Regions from separate parts of the Gossypium hirsutum genome. Here region 2 is linked to region 1. Evidence: chromatin contacts called from public Hi-C data. All regions are on one chromosome and are shown on one strand. The core of a region is the stretch at or near the end of the contact, and the rest is flanking DNA. Distances in the headings are between cores, read along the strand shown. Region 1 holds the start of LOC107937128 (glutamate decarboxylase). Region 2 holds the start of LOC107918703 (myb family transcription factor MOF1).

The links. A called contact is a pair of places that touch in the nucleus more often than the background predicts.
Region 2: a Hi-C map of leaf shows a contact between it and region 1, with 2.9 times the contacts expected there. The contact joins the promoter of LOC107918703 here to the promoter of LOC107937128 in region 1. A contact is called at or near these places in 3 of 34 Hi-C or Micro-C datasets (all in leaf).

What each region holds. Positions count from the first base shown.
Region 1 is chrA01:75,015,687-75,020,044 of Gossypium_hirsutum_v2.1, forward strand. It overlaps LOC107937128 (glutamate decarboxylase), which reads right to left and starts at 2,380. Exons shown (of 6, transcript XM_016869948.2): 1 at 1,268-2,380; 2 at 981-1,185; 3 at 480-895; 4 at 139-392; 5 at 1-46. The coding sequence starts at 1,353.
Region 2 is chrA01:75,412,006-75,416,363 of Gossypium_hirsutum_v2.1, forward strand. It overlaps LOC107918703 (myb family transcription factor MOF1), which reads left to right and starts at 2,254. Exons shown (of 6, transcript XM_016848287.2): 1 at 2,254-3,145; 2 at 3,231-3,307; 3 at 3,409-3,445; 4 at 3,995-4,145. The coding sequence starts at 3,019.

The DNA of each region.
Region 1 (4,358 bases), core at 1,130-3,629:
CCCAAACGAATTAGCTGGTAATACTGAGCAATGACTTGGCTAGAACCTGCAGATAAAACAGCATATATTTGAGTTTAATGTTGGATTTTGTAATGGAAAATGGAGAATGAATGAAATTTTATTAAAATAATAAGTTACCTTTGGAGAAATTGAGAGTGAAAGTGGGTTGATCAGCTCCAAGGTAGTTAATGTGGAAAATAAGTTCCTCAGGCAAGTCTTCCTTGTTCCTCCAGATAACCCAACCAATTCCAGCATAAACAAGACCATATTTGTGGCCACTAACATTGATGCTCTTCACAAGTGGAAGCCTAAAGTCCCACTCAAGCTCTGGGTACAAAAATGGTGCAATGAATCCACCACTAGCTGCATCAACATGAATTGGGGTATCCCATCTGCAAAACAGATATTAAAGGATCAGCACTTGAGATGTTTCAAGTTTATAAAATTTATGTTACTGAAAAAAAAAAATTGATATGTACCCAGTTTCCTTGTTCTTTTCTACCAAGAGATCGTTTAAAAGCTTGACGTCTTCAAATTCACCATTGAGGGTTGAACCCAATATGGCTGCTACACAGATGGTGTTTTCATCAACCATTTCCACAGCTTTGGCAGGGTCCATTACATAGTAACCTTCCCTTAGCTTCACTTCCTTCAACTCCACTTCAAAGTACCTAGCGAATTTCTCCCAGCACACTTGAACGTTGGCTCCGGTCACGATGTTGGGCTTGTCATATGGTTTGCCTTCAGCTTTACGCTTGTTTTGCCACTTCCTCTTGAAGGCAAGGCCAGCCAACATGATTGCCTCGGATGAACCAACGGTTCCCACTCCAACGGCAGTCTCCGAGTCCCCAAGTGGTGCATTGAACAAATGTGCTATCATGTTCACACACCGATTCTGCATCAAAAATAGGAAAATGACACCATTAGGAGGCAAAAACTATTGAAGTTTTTGACTTTTTCATTGAATTACGAATAAAAACCTGAAGCTCGGTGGTGACAGGGTACTCATCCATGTCGACATAGTTCTTGTTAATGGCATCCATAATAAGCTTATTACATTCAGGCTCCATCCAGGTAGTGACAAAAGAGGCAAGGTTCAACCTCGGGTTCCCATCAAGCATCAGTTCATCGTTGATGATCTGATATGCAGCGTCTTTTGGTATTGAGTTCTCTGGCATCCTGAACCTGCAATAATTTTCTAATTACCTACTATTTTCACCATATAAATGATGCTATGAACCCAGGGATATAAAAGCTGGAGATTTACCTAGGAAGTTGGTGTCGGACATAACGAGAGGCAAAAGTGGAGTGAACTGAGACATCAGATTGAGAAGCAGTCTTGGATAGCACCATGGTTGATGTGTCAAGAAACACAAAAATACTGTGAAATTTGAATGAAATGAAAGATCTGTATAAAGCTAAAAACTGTTGTTGCTTGGTGAAGGAAGCATTGAGAGGCAAATGGGTATTTATAGGGATGTGATTGGAAGACTTTGTTCCAGTTGACCACTTCCATTAGAAAATGACTTGCGCAAATACCAAATTTGACCTTGTTCGCCTTGGAAATGAATACTCAAAAAGGGGAGCAAATATAAAAAAAATGGAATTTTGGGGAAGAATAAAGAAAGATACACACATGGTAAGATATAATTAGAAGGAAGCCAATAGTCAAAGAAAGCCATTGCAGCCCTGGTGGGGGGTCCTTGTTTTGATAATTCAGATCATTGGCTAACCACTAACCAGCCAGCTTACCCACTGAAACATCAAAATGGGTTTCCAGCCTGCCGCTCTTTTCGATAATTCCTTTTCCTTGTTTCCCACGAATTTTCAACTTTCGTGCCATGGCGCAAACCACCTTCGCCCCTCAAGCCGCTTCAAAGCGTCGTTTGGTTGATTTATTGATTCTTTCCATATTATTTTATTTATATTTTCAAATTTCCATATTTCGCTTAATGAAAATTGTTTAGTTTTTGGTTAATATACCTTAAAAAAAGAAAAGAAAGTTGAGATACTTCTACAAAGAACATAATTTTCAAAGCCTTTTTTTATTTTTATTCGTAATAAGTCTAGAAAACCTTTGAATTTTTAAAAAAAAATAAATTTCATGCTAATGTGGGATAATAATATAGGTAACAATTTTATTGGTTGTAAAAAGATGTAATAAAAAATTTTAACGAAATTGAAATATTAATGGTTTAAGATGTGCAGAACAATGTTTGTAAATTGGGTATTTTAGGTTTCTCCAAATTAGAAAGTTGAAAGTTACAAGAAAAGCATAAAGACTTAGTAGAACAAAATATACAAATTCACAATATAAGCCTTCATTTTATTTAATTAAGAGACAATAATAAAATATCCCACTCCCTGAGGTGTAAAGGAATTCTTAATTCGGACTTAAGTCAGCAATAATAATATATACAATGTTGTAGGGATGTATTGAAGTAGTTAGGCCAAAGATTAACAAAAATCAAAAAATACCTGACAATGCCGAACCGGGCCTAGTTGTTATGTGGTATGAGTGGATGAGGAACAAGTCAATCTCAAAATATGGCCTCTTTGAATATTCCCCAAAAACCTTCCAATTTTATTAATAACCATTCATTTCTTTAGTCAATCTGAAAATTAATATTTTTATTTTGTGTCTATAAGTCAACATTAGACTTCCTAACTCAATATTAAACCAACAAGTTGATTTTACCCTTTATTTCTCTTTTTTATATAAATAAATATCAGAATTTACATCAATTTTTCTATCAAACTTTGTGGGTATTCCAATATTTTAGGAGCGTATGATTTCTGAATAATAAATAATTATCTAGTGTGATTAATTAAAATAAGCCCTTTCCTTCAAATTTTATTAAAAATAATATACATTAACATCAATTGTTTGATATATGATATTAAAATATTTTTAAAAAATTAATTATCATAGATAATCATTCAATTATAAAAAAAAATCATCTTAGACACTTAAAATAAAAAAATAAATTGTAATTTAAATACCCACTTTACATAGTTTAGTTATTTTGATCACTCCCGTTAAAATCACAAATAACAAATTGATGTGGCAATTAAAAAAATTAGTATAATAATAAATTTAGCCCTCAATTTTATATATTAATTATAATTTTAAAAAATTAACCCTCAAAAGTTACACCTATTCTCAATTTGATACTAATTCTAAAAAAATTCAAACAAATATATAAAAATACATAAAATATTTTAAAAAATATAACAATTTTAAATTGTGCATTAATATTAATATTAAATAAAATCATTATATTAATATTAAAAAAGAAAAAAAGAAAAAAAAACTCCTCTCCCCTTCCCCACCCTCCTTCTCCCCCTCCACCGGACCTACCCCACCTTTAAAGCAAATGGCTGTGGACAGTTAACAGATGATGCTCTTGAATTTTGCTTGCAGAAATCTATAATGGAACTCAGAAAACTATTGGAACCCGCCCACATTCAGGGAGTGGCAATATTGTCCTTAGCAAGTTCAGCAATCTCATCTCCTTCAATACCCGGTTCGGTGGGGAATGGGCAAAGGGATGGGGTGGGAATTTTTATTTATTTATTTAATGTTATTATTAAGATTAATATAAAATTTAAATTTATTACTATAATTTCTAAAAGTTTTATGTATTTTTATATATTTTTAAATTTATTAATATATTAATATATTTTTTAATTTTTTTAAGATTGAGATCAAATTAGAAATATTTGTAAAATTTGAGAGTTAATTTTTTTAAAATTATGAGTAAATTGATATATATGTAAAAGTTGAGAGCTAAATTTGTCTTAATATCAATTTATTTAACTGCCACGTTAACTTGTCATTTGTAATTTTAATGAGAGTGATCAAAATGACAAACTATGTAACCTAGGTACTTAAATTGTAAACTTTTTATTTTGGTTCTTAAAATAAAAAAAAATTATAGTTAAATGATTATTTGTGTAGTTTACCCATATAAAAAATTTAAAAATATTATTGCAATATGAAATAGATAAAATGTTTATAATTTAAATATGCAAAGCATAAATTGATAAATTTGCTTGATTTATTTAATTTAATTAAAATAAATATAAAAATTAATTAAAAGTGAATGTATATTAAATAAGTAAATTTGACTGATTTAATTAAAATAAATGTAAAAAAATTAAAAGGATATTAAATATCTATCAATTCTTTTTTTCCTCGATCCAGTCTTATTCGAATTTGAATTAAATAATTTTTTAAAATATTTTTATTTAAATTTAATTATAAAAATAAATAAAAATATAAAATTATATATTTTATTATATTGATATTGTAAACTTTTTTTTTTGAGAAATTTGATATTGTAAACTATTAAAAA
Region 2 (4,358 bases), core at 1,004-3,503, 400 kb after region 1:
AGAGAATATCTTTTTTGGCGGCCTATTGCGTGATCATGAGGATCGATGGATTTGTGGCTACTATCAAAATATAGGATTTTGTGTTGTTATCCAAGCTAAGGCTTAGTCGTTAACTGAAGGTCTTAAGCTAGCATGGGCTTTGGGTTTTAAGAACATTGAAGTGGAGGGTGACTGCTTACTGCTTGTTAACTTGCTGCAAAGGAAGCATAATGAGGATGGGGAAGACATTTTATTTCACTATTTGAGGATGATTTGTCATAGGTCTTGGATAGTTGCTAGAAGCCATATTGTGATAGGTGTTAATAGAACAATTGATGCTTTGGCTAAGCTGTAGATTTCTAATTCATAGGAGGCTATTATCTTCAAACACCCCCTAATGCAATGGTTTGCCTTGTAGAGGGCGACAAAGAAGGAAGTTTTAGTGTTGAAGTGAGAACTTGTAACTACACATAAGTTAATTTTAGTTTTATTTTCTTTAAAAAAAAGGACGAGCTATAATTTTTTATTTTATTACGAGCTATAATTTTTTATTTTATTTTATGTATTATGCAATATGTATTATACGAAAAATAAATATATTATATAATAAATATAAAATTTATGTTAAATTATTTAGGCTTAATGACAAATTTCGCCACTACGTTTGGATGTTTTGTCAAAATGGTCCTAATTGTATTTTTGAATTTTTTTTTACCATCAACCTTTGTTATTTTTTTTCAATTTACTTTTTCTAACAGATTTAATGAAAGTACTGTTAAAAAAAAGTTAAAGGGGATAATGTGGAATTTTATATGTGAAATATTTTTAATGAGATGTAATTTATTACTTAGATAACCCAATAAGATAATTACATGTGGAAAATCAATAAAATAAATAAATAATACATTAAATTAAAAAAAGCTCTTAATTTAAAGAAAATAAACGTAATTATTTAAAAAAAATTAACTCAGTAGAAAAACTTCTCAGTAAACAAACATATGAAAGATTGAAATGTTTTGAAAGAAAAGAAAATTTGAACCTTGAATTTATTCATTAAATCTGTTAGAGAAAGAAGATTGAAAAAAAGAATAAAGGTGGATAGCAAAAAAATACTTAAAAATATAATTAAGACCATTTTGACAAAACATGCATATGTTAATAGCTAAATTTGTCATTAAACCGATTATTTATATTTACCAAAAAAAATTAATACAACAAAAAATTATCTTCTAGTGGTAAAAGAAAAGTATATATACAAAATTACAAAATAGTAAATAAAAAGTATATTTTAAAAATTAAAAATAAATTATTTAATTAAATAAACTCGAATTAATTATTTACACATTCAACTTAAACAAATAAATAAAATATCAACACTATATGTAAACTCAGTTCCAATATGATTCAAACATTACCCAACCAGACTTCACACTCTGCGGTTTTACATTATTTTGCTCGGTTAGGTTAGTCTCCACTCTTCCATTATAATAACTATCTTATCAGAGGCAACTTTTTAAATAAATTTTGTAACATACTACTCTTAATTTCATGTTAGAAGACATTATCAATACCAACTAAAGCAGTATACAATTCCCCCAAAACCATTGACCTCTAATTAATGAAATATTCATATAAAGAAGACATTATCCATCCAAACCCGTAATTTTTACATTGGAAAAACCATTCTTACTAATAATAGTTAAAATGGTATGTATATTAAACTTGATTTAATATTAATGTAATGTATAATTTTATATATAATTTTTAATTTTATGTAATTTTATATATAAAATTTTGATTTAATGAAATATGTATTATTAATATATATAATTATATTAAATTAAAATTTATATATCATAATTTTCAGGCTTCGACTAAGTTACAGTTATTTAGGGCAGTAGGACATCCTTAGTGTAGGAGGTGCCATGGAATCCTGATAAAAAAAATTGAGTTAAATAATTATTTAAAATAAAAAGATTATTAATATGACTATATTTATATACAGAAATGTTTAATGATAAGAATGATAAATTGGGTCAAATTGACTAAAACAAAAAACAAGAAACATATAATAGACAACTACCATTTGAAAACAAGGGTAAAAGCGTCAGGATAGAAGCTTTTCCTTTAAGACAGCACAGTAAAGGGGTGCGCTTACCGTGTCACTTTCCGTGTGTGGAAAAAAAATCTGTCCCAAAGAAACAAAAAAAGCATACAAAATTGTGATAGTAATACAAATATATATAAATATGTACTCATGGCGTCTTTTGTGATGATAGGAAGTTGGCAGTATTATAGAGGAATATATGAAGTAAATAAATACATAAATATTTTGTCTTTTTTTCTTTTTGTATGGAAAATAGAGCTTATAGGCTCTATATTATATACAGGAAGAGGGAAGCAAAAGGTCAATGTAAAGCAGTTGGGTATAGGGGTAATGATTTCAGGGAAGGCAGATCAGAGAACTCGTGAGAGTTCTTAATTTTTATTATCATTATTTTTTATTTAATTCAATTGGGGGTTTGAAAGTTTTTTTCTTATATAAAATATTATTTTTGGTCTTTGTTGATTTTGTGTATCTCTGAAAGTGTGCAGAGATTAGAGAGTATTAGAAACAGAAGAAAGGCAGCAGTTTGCAGGTATTATCAGTGCTTCTTAAGGAATTTTACAGTGCCTTGTTCGTCTTATTCCTTTCCTCGTGATCTTTCTTGTTCTCTTTCCTCTGCCTTTTTCTTTTGTTTTATATTTCTTTTTTCTTCAAGGGGCTTCTGCACTTAGTGTCTTTCTTGCTGCTTTGTACCTAGACAATTCCAACAACATTGAAACAACCCAGGGTTTTCCAGTTCCAGGAGTTTTTATCATAAAAACATTTACCACTAAAACCTGAAACATAGGTCCTTTTTTCTTTGTTTATCGCTAGTGATCGTATTAAGAGCCTTCAAAGCTTTCAAAGGATATACCTTGGGGGGGGTTCCCATTTGAGGGTTTTAAAGAACATAAGAACGAGAGTTTTTTTAGGAGATTGGAACATAGAAGGGAATGGGCAGTTGTGGGAGGAGTGGTGCAGTGAGGCAGTATATAAGATCAAAGGTGCCTCGTTTGAGATGGACACCTGAACTTCATCAATGTTTTGTTCAAGCTATCGAAAGGCTTGGTGGTCAAGACAGTAAGTTTCCCTTTTCTTCTTCTTCAGCTTGTTTCTTTTGGAGTTGAAATAATGGCTTTTTTTTTTGTTTGTTTCGACTTGCCAGAAGCTACGCCGAAACTTGTTCTTCAACTGATGGATGTGAAAGGACTCACCATTTCACATGTGAAAAGCCACCTTCAGGTTCATCTTTCTTTCTTCCCTTCTGGCTTTCAAATTCCTTCTTTTTTTCTCTTCCCCTTCGATCATTTTTGTTCACATGGGTTTCTTTACATTCTAACCAGATGTATCGGAGCATGAGAAGTGATCTTAGCAGACAAGGTATCTTAGCTCTTCTTTAAAAAATGTTTTTTCTTTTCTAATTTATACCCCAAATACCTTTTCCAATTCTCAGTTTTTAACTATAGAACTAACTGTTCTATATTCATCAGTGTGTGTGTGTGTTTGCATATCATTCTATGATACTTTCTTCTAATGGTTGTGTTTTGGTATAAAGGATCCAAGATCATATACTCCCTTCTTTACATAATTTTTGGTAAAAGCCTAGATGTACCACTTCATTTATTATTTCCTTTTCTCTCTTATCCATTTGATGCCAAATTAGATGTGAACAGCCATTAACTTGTTTCCTTGCCAAATCTTCCTCTATTGGCATATCTGATGAAACCCATACATCCCCATTCCTTCACTACAGCTGTTTCCAAGTGTTTTCTGAACAAACATCTCGTAAATAATATGCATGCATACTTTCCCAACTCATAACTTAGTTGGCTCTTTTCTTTTTCAATTTTCTTATTATTCTTTCATGAAGTTTTTATTTATTTATTTATTTATTGAAACTTCTGTGTTGGGGTCTGTCAAATGACACAGATAGGAGTTCAACCCATCAAAGAAGACAATCTTTTGAGAAACATGATGGTTGTGTTGATGATGTAAATGATATTATGGGTTTTCACTCAACCTCAAAGCCCATTGAAGAATCAGATTCTCATTTGATCCACTCTCCTCTTCCTTCAAAAAGGTCAGCTTAGCTTTATTCCCCCATGGGTACAGACTTTTCATATACTTAAAAAAAGAAAAGTTGATAGTGTAGTGCAAGAAACAAACAAAAGAAGATAGTATATTGCATGATCTTTTCTTATCTGCTACTACCTTTTTTTCTTTTTCTTTTAAATTTTTTCCTCTCTAAAATTCGTTTCTCATTATTATTATTTTTTTAAACCTCCTTTGCCTC